Regions from separate parts of the Lactuca sativa genome. Here region 1 is linked to region 2. Evidence: chromatin contacts called from public Hi-C data. All regions are on one chromosome and are shown on one strand. Each heading gives the region's core, a stretch centred on a gene start, on an enhancer-like site or on the middle of the called end of the contact. The rest is flanking DNA. Distances are from core to core; before and after follow the strand shown.

Evidence for each region. Hi-C and Micro-C count contacts between places; a contact is called where the count stands out from the background.
Region 1: a Hi-C map of leaf shows a contact between it and region 2, with 10 times the contacts expected there. The contact joins the promoter of LOC111883081 here to the promoter of LOC111883044 in region 2. A contact is called at or near these places in 2 of 4 Hi-C or Micro-C datasets (bud and leaf).

Annotation. Positions count from the first base shown.
Region 1 is chr4:405,814,171-405,818,243 of Lsat_Salinas_v11, reverse strand. It overlaps LOC111883081 (serine/threonine-protein kinase STY13), which reads right to left and starts at 1,467. Exons shown (of 5, transcript XM_023879446.3): 1 at 787-1,467; 2 at 266-684; 3 at 66-190. The coding sequence starts at 917.
Region 2 is chr4:405,531,873-405,536,416 of Lsat_Salinas_v11, reverse strand. It overlaps LOC111883044 (altered inheritance of mitochondria protein 32), which reads right to left and starts at 2,419. Exons shown (of 5, transcript XM_023879403.1): 1 at 2,030-2,419; 2 at 1,847-1,932; 3 at 878-1,183; 4 at 664-747. The coding sequence starts at 2,293.

The DNA of each region.
Region 1 (4,073 bases), core at 218-2,717, 280 kb before region 2:
AAATATCGAATTTAACCCCGAATAACAAAAAACATTACAAAAGGAGTATATTAACAATAACATACCTCTGGAGCCATCCAGCGATAAGTTCCTGTTTCTGCAGTCATCATCTCTGTTAACGATTCTTCTCTTGCCAAACCAAAATCAGCGAGTTTTATAGATTTGTGATCGGATGTCAACAACAAGTTTTCTGAAACAATTTAACAAAGGAAATATTAAAAAAAACATATATTAGTAATAAAGAGAAATGGGAAATTTAATTTACCAGGTTTTAAATCACGATGAATGATTCCATGTGAGTGTAAGCATTCCATTGCTCGAGCTATATCAAGTGCAAACCCAATAGCGACACGTGTATCCAACAATCCCCTTGGTCGCATATTTAATAAATATTTACGTAGTGTGCCACCAGTAAGAAGCTCGGTTACAATCACCATGATTGGTTTCTTACAAGCTCCAATAAACTGTAGTGTGATCATATTCATATTCATTTTCATACAGAATTTTATGTAATTGTTGTAAGATCTGATATAATATTTGATCAAGATTACCTTTACTAAGTTCTTGTGTTGGACTTTAGACAACATGGCGATTTCTCGAGCAAAACGACCTTCGATCTTTGAAATTTCTTCTGGGGTGTCGCCTTTGTTTATGATCTTAATCGCAACATTCTGGTTTTTATATCTGGAAAATAATGATATGAGATCCCATCTTCCTAATTAGTACAATTATTTTTTTTTTTTTTACTGAATTAACATGACATTTTGGTTAACAAAGTTGACTTACTTGCCCTCATAGACTTTTGAATGTGCACCTTCTCCGATCTTTGGACCAACAAAAAGAAGCTTCGGATCAATCGACCACTTTGCTTCCAAATTAAACTCCCCTGTTGAGTAAAACCCATTCCCGGATCCCATTTTCTTCAACTTTTTTTTTTATCTTCGAACACTCGTTGAGGACTTTCACAAACACTTACAGGCAAAATTTTCAACACCGCATTCTGAAGGCATAGGGTATATACCCACCATATAAAACAGATACATACAAGATCAGCAACAGAAATAAGTCGAAACGCACTTTATTATTGAAAAGTTAATCGGGTTAACTTTATTTGGGAAATAAAATCAAACTATACGCCTTCAAACTCCAATTTACACCACAAATCATACAAACAGAACTTAGAAACCGATTACAAAGCTTCAGTTCAAGAATCAACGCAGGCAAATGTAAATTGGACTTGAAAGAGAGGCAGATGTTGGAGGTTATAGAGTATAGGGTAGAGATAAAAGAGAAGAGTATTGTAAAAGTTTTAGGCTTTATGTGGGGATTGTGTTGTTGCGTTCTTGATCGGCAAAGATAAGGGAGAGGAATTGCGAGTCGTTCTGACAAAAACTGTGCGAGTCGTATTATTTAATTCATTATAAAATTTAGGTGAGAAAAAGGGAAAAGAGATGGAAAGAAAGAATGGGTTGAGTTTGATAAACAGAATAAATTTTAATATTCGACTATATCTTATATAAACGACAATTTATAGATTCTTATAGGCTTGTCACTTGTCTCAAATATATAAATATGTTTATTTTCTTTCAGAATATTTAAAAATAGGTAAATATTCATTCAGACCATTATCAAATCCGATCAAACATTAGAAAATAAAATAATTATAGAAATGATCGCATGGTAGAGAAAATTGTAAACTTTTTTTTTTTTTTTTATTTCTTTATTTATTTTAACGTTTTGGTCTCTCAAACTAACAACTTTACAATCCCGGTTAAGTTTAAGTTGTCCACGTGAATAACACATGTAACATCCTAATTTGGGGCTTAAAAGTTTCACCTTCTTTGGTGATAAAAATAAATAATAAATAAAATAATAAATGTATTATAACATTATTTAATGAAGTTTTGTAAAATAAATAATATTACTTTAATAAAATAAGTGTTTGGACCTAATGAGTGGAAGTCGAATAGAAAACTTAAGATCAAGGGTTGACTAGTCAATGACCATTTGACTAAGAAAAATCATTCTTGTGATCAATGTATAAAATATGGATGTTCATTTAAATCTTTGGTCAAAATGTGTCAATTATGAGAAAGGAAGGGGTAATTATGCAAAACCTTGAAAATTAGAAGCTAAATAGAGGGAGCCTCTTACCATTAGATGATAAAACGTTTGAGAGGAGGGAAGAACACTCATATGGCGATTTTGAATGATTCAAGGAGATTTAAAGCTAGTTTTGTGAAGAATTGAAGGAATTGTCAATCTAAAGCTTCATCAAAGTGATTGGAGGTATCATTTTTACTCATCTTCTCCATGAGTTCAAACATAGGGTTTGAGTTTTGACCCTAAATCTGTTAATGGTGTTTATATTGAAGATTTGTTGATATATTCAAGCAAGAATTTAGTATTTGGACTCTCCTTCTTCATTAAACCAACCCCTAATTGGTTTAATGGGGAATTGGATTGAGTTTTGAGCTTCAAGCTCCATTAATAGTGGAATTCTTAATGTAGCAGTTCCAACAAGTTGTGGAGTGTTAGATTACCCTATTAAACACCATGAGATTGTTAAATCATCATTGAAATATTTAAATCCACCAATTAATGGTGAAATTGGGTGATTCAAATACTAGATTCATTTATATGTTGTACCTTGGCATTGTAGAGTTGTACTCTAACCATTAATTGTAGAATTGGATTCATTTATGGAACTACTAAGTGTTTAAATGATTGAAATTGTTATTCTCTAGTTTGGATTCAAGCCTCAATATGAATCCATAAGAGTTCTATGTAAATTAATCATTTGATGTGGAATCGAGAATTATGATTTTCGGTGAAGATCCATGAGAGTTTTGATGAAAACTTCAATGATTGGATGAGGATCAGTATGAGAATTTTCATGAATTGAAGTCATAATTCATGAATTTAAATAGTAGAGTATTGATGATTTATTTATATTAAGATCTATTTTTTTTATGTTTTTTTAATGAAACTATGAAATCAAGCTTTTCAAATGGTTTTCATGTAGGGAATCATCAATTCCAACCCTTGGAATGCATGGATTGATTACTTTAATGTCGATTAAGATGTAAAAGATGATAATTAAGGATGTTTATGTTTGATTATATGTCTAAGCCCATAACTATAATTGGTATATACTTAAATTGATAGTAGCACAGTTCTTTTGGGTTGCCCTCAAAACTAGCAACCGAACAAATGATTTTGGAGAATTGAATTTATTATTTGATTGATAAATTGAAATAAATGATTTGTTAATATATTATGAGAATAATATATTAATTTGAATAGTAATAATTAATCAGAAATTAATTGAAATTAATTTTGTGATTAAAAAATTAATGAAAAGTGCATGGACTGAATTGTAATTATTCAATAGTTGAGCAAGAGGCAATCTATAACCCTCCTTAGGCTATGGACGGTTTTTCCATTAGGTTTGGATGATTTCTTCATGCCTACGGAATTCTAGAATTATCCTTCGAGGATAAACAAAAAAGTGGATAATTACCCGGTTTAAGATAATCCTTGGATTTTGGCCTTATACTATAACCCTCCTTAGGCTAGGGTTTCCTGACTGCACTATAAATAGAGATATACCCTATGGATTTTGGCCATCCTCTTCTTTGGAAAACCTAGCCGAATTTTTGAAGTCCTCTCCTCTTTTTCAATCATCTCCCTTTACTAGTGTTGGGTGTGAACCATTAGAGGCGTGCCATTTGTGACGCTTGCTCTCAAGGATTCAACAACACAAGGATTTTCGATTGCAATTATTATATAGTAATCAATGTATGTTTATTCTAAACCTAAATTGTGAATTTCGAATTCATAGTAACATGCTAGGTTTTTTCTATTTTGTTGTTCAAGTTGTATATTCAATTAGAGAAAACGTAGATAAAATTATTTAGGGTTATATGCACACATATGATTGTATGTTATGCTAAAAACCCATCGGTTGTATCAGAGAGTAGGTTTACTTTTCTATTTAATTGATACAATAATGAACTTGAACAAGGAGGAGAAAACATAATCGTGATTATGTTCTTCAAATGCGATGTGGT
Region 2 (4,544 bases), core at 1,170-3,669:
TTCAGGGAAGTCAAGTTGAGTCAAATGTCAAAAGAAGGATCCGTAGATCAAAATAAAAGAGGGTTAAAAAGAATGAAGGAAAGTCAAATCTGGTCAATAAAGGTCAAGAGAAGAAAGTCAAAATTGAAGGAGAGTCAAAGCTGGTCAATGAAGGTCAAGAGCAGAAAGTCAAAATTGAAGGAACTTAAAATCAATCAACTTGACCGTGAAAGCCAGAGAAGAAATGTAGCAGTAGACGATTCGGGCCATGCAGACCTTGGGTGTTTTGGCCGTTTAGCAGCAAAAGCATAAAAATCATCAATTCCATGAGAGATTTGTTTGTTTTTTCTGTTGTAAATAATTATCTAATCTTTAGTAGCCAAAATTTTATTCCATTATTGTGTGTTTATAATTGTTAAGGTCCTTTATAACTTCACCTATGATTATGGATATTTGAATGTTTTCTATCAATTCATTTCTATTTTCTAATAACATAATCAACTAGAAATCAATATCTGATGATGAAATATGAATGGTTTTTAAGGATTAATCAGTAGTTTCATTTAGGTCATAGGATCATATCCATTATAACATTATGCACAAACTTCTAACAATACTAATTTCCCTTTTGAATTGGGAAATAAAAACCAATTAAGCTAAATACATAAGAGGGGAAAAGCGTACCTCCAAATCCTTTCAATGATCTCACCCTTCTTGATATGTTGGTCAAGCAATTCAGCCACATCATTTGGGGTAACATAACCATACCTTATACAACAGAAACACAAGAAAGTATTCATAAGAAGAATGAATTAATACATTCTTTGGCAAGTAAATGTTATAGACTCTGCTTCAAATAGAAAAATAAAAATAATTAAATTGTTATGGATTGTCTTACCAATGTCCAGACACTTTTCCATCTTCAACTGAACTATATATTATCAAGTTCCCTGCATACTTATGTCCTCCAACATGTGAGCAAGCACTCACAAACACCTGATCCTTCAATGCCCTAACTTCAATCTCTTCATTGAACTTTTCAATTAAAGCTGGCCCACAAACACCACATCTTTTATCTCGACTGCTATGAGCACACACAAATACGTATGAACCTGTCACTACCTCCGGTGTTCCTGAAGCCCATGGTTTTCCATTCACAATCACTTCCTCCACAAAACTATCAACGTTTGATTCTTCCAAACCCCTTCAGTCACAAATGCATTAGTAAGTAAACTACATATCGATGTGTTCTATTATGTGAAGATTTGGATAATGGATACCCTAAATAAGATCATCTTTGAAGAAAAGTTCTCATGTTTTCATTCCTCAATTAAGATTGTTTAAAATCGAAAGTGTGATTTCATCATTTCAAAGGCCTCCAAATTTGTTGATATATATGATTGCTTTGCAAATTCTCGAAGCTTTCCTCTAACATTATCATTCAAGGAATCATCTTGCTAGCATAGATTTTGCCTTTTTAATCAACATTACTCTTTACACAAAGTTCTAATCAGGGCAGAGGCTACTGAACTTCAGTGTTTTTATACTTCAAATCCAATTTCACTTGTTTATATTAGCAAAAGAAATGGAGTTTAGGTATGATGCGGAATATAAGCATGGTCAAATTTGAAGCTCAAGACCGAATAATATGCTATATTAAGTATCAACTCTATCAAAACTATAAAAGAAAAATTTCCGCTATGTTGCACATGGCGTCGACTATTGTTTTGTTTTCAAATTGACAAAAGCAACAGATCGTAGATTCGTGGAGAGCCATAAAAGAAATCTGAGGAAAAAAAACGAATCTACATAGCACACACACAACAAATAGCTGATGAATTTAAAACCCTAGCGAACTTCACAATACCTGTACTTGATCATATCAGGAAAAATCAAAACATCTCCATCTGACAAACCAGTAGCAGCACCGCCCTCGAATATCGTCATCAGAGTCTACAATAGTCAGATCGTGAATAGAAAAAAAACTCGTCAACACTCAAAACCTTCAAATACCTCATTAGAATAATTAACACAAGTGAGCGACAATAACCTTAACAGCGATATCGTTCTTGCGCTCCTTGATAGCTCCAGCAAGTCGCTTAGGGAGCAGATCCGAGTCGGAGGATTCAACACGAGCAGGCCAGTCTTCGCGAGTCTTGTAGCAAAGGAAAACGTGACGTTCGTAAGGATGGACTGATCCGGAGAGATTCTCGGTGTACATCTCCTGCCTTTGGAATCCGAACTTGACGTCATCATCGACCACCACAGCTTCAGTAGAAATATCAACGGTACCGTTCTCTAAAGCGGCGGCCATGCCGGAATAGGTATCGACGGCGAACGGAGGAGGAGGTATAGAGAGGGAGTTGGATAAACTTGGAGGGCAAGGGAACGGCTGAGATGTTAATGGATTTTGGTTTTCAAAAAAGGCTTTTTATCATTTACAATTTCACGTGTCGTAGGTAGAGGTTTTGGCCTTTGGGTTGTTTGGAAAAAGGCAACAATTAACATCTCGTTTTTTTGTCCTTTTGGCCACAATGACTAATAAGATATTCACTAAAATAACTATTTGACTATAGTTCGACAAAACCACTTTTATTTGATATTTAAAAGTCTAAACAGCATATATTTTGACTTAAAGAAACTGCAAAATCCCAATAATTAAGTTTCCAGACAGGTTCATTTATTCCTCACAAATTTACTTTGCGTCCAATCAACTTCAGAACTTAGTTCGATAATAGCTCGCAAGCAACAGCAAAATCTTGTATTTATAGTTGATGATGAGGATGAGGGAGAAGAAATTATACAATACAACATATATTATGATATTATTATTATCGAAGAATGTGATATTTTATAAACCATCTCTTTAGAATAAGCCAATGATGCATGTGAAACCTGTAATTTTGGCATATATCTTATACCCAAGTAACTAGTTAAATTATAAAAGTAAGTAGTTAAATGTTATCTGGTTTTACATATTTTACTATCTCTGATGTTTTGTTGGATCGGTACTAATTTTGTTTGTTTTGTATTATTTTTAATTTAGTTATAAAGAATATAAAGTTATGCCGTATGCGCATTAACATTTCTCTGGTTCTGATTATAAATTAATGAATTAATTTCTTTATATATCATTTTTCGTTTCCAAAAAAAATAATGAATTAATTGTTAACTACTTTAATAAATTCGTGAATATACCTTACTCCCAACAAATTCTTCTTCTTGGTCATTAGAATGTAATATTATATTAAACACTAATTGTCCATAAATGAATTCGCCTTTAGATATTTTAATTTGACCAAACACACACCAACAAATCATTGAAAAGATATCAAAACGTGCAAGCATTAAACTATAACGACATGGACACCCCTTTAGACTTTTCATACAACTAAACCTGTTATACTCAAAACTATTAAATAATTATCATGACATGTTTCATATTAAAATGAGAATTATTGACGCCTAATTGCTATTGCAAAATCCTAAAATAGATGGTTAAAGTTTGTTTCAATTTTCACACAAATCCGTAGGTGTGGCTCAGTAAGAGCATAATTCACACACAATTTATAAGTGTATATTGTTGATAATATTACCTAACATATTTTTCTCGATATGTAACGCTCATTCATAAATTGATCACTAGTTTATCATGCAAAACGTTATTTATCAACATCATTGCTAAAAATAGACCTTTCATTTTGGATTTTGGAATGGAGAAAATTAGTATTAATTTTAATAGAAGATATATCATTAGATATATAGTATGCTTTCTTAATTTCAACCATCACTTTGCGTAGTTTTCATTTCCTTCAAACTATTAAATCTTGTATCTATACATATATACATCCACAATATAATTTTGAAGATTTGCTTTAAATGCTCCAAATCTGTGCTCAAAGAACTCGTTAGGATAAAATTTAGCCATTTTGAATACATCATTCCCGTAAAATGCATATAAGTAAATAATGTCGGTGTTACTTTATTAAAACAATTTTTGAGCTCTTCAATTTGCATTAGATGATCGAAAAATACATCAATTTTGTAGTTGGACAAATATGGTTTATTAGTTTCCCTTTTGAAGTAGCAAAAATCTTTTTTTTTTACTTTGAGATTTTTTAAAATATGGTTTATTAGTTTAATCCTAAACAAAATGTGACCAACATATAAGAATTTGAAACTTAGTTGAGTACTTCATGGATAAATAGGTAGTGGCATAACTAGGATTTTGTTTTACGGTAGACCAAATAATATACAAAATATGAATGAGTGATAAAATTCTTCAACCCTAATATATATATATATATATATATATATATATATATATATATATATATATATATATATATATATATATATATATAACCTTAATTTTTTGTGGATGGGTGGGACAAGGATAAAAATGGTGGAAAAGGGTCTAGTTTTTTAAAATGTAATATCTTTTGATCCGACCCATCTTATAAGTTCAGAAAGTAACCTTAATTTTTTGTGGGTGGGTGGGACAAGGATAAAAATGGTGGAAAAGGGTCTAATTTTTTAAAATGTAATATCTTTTGATCCGACCC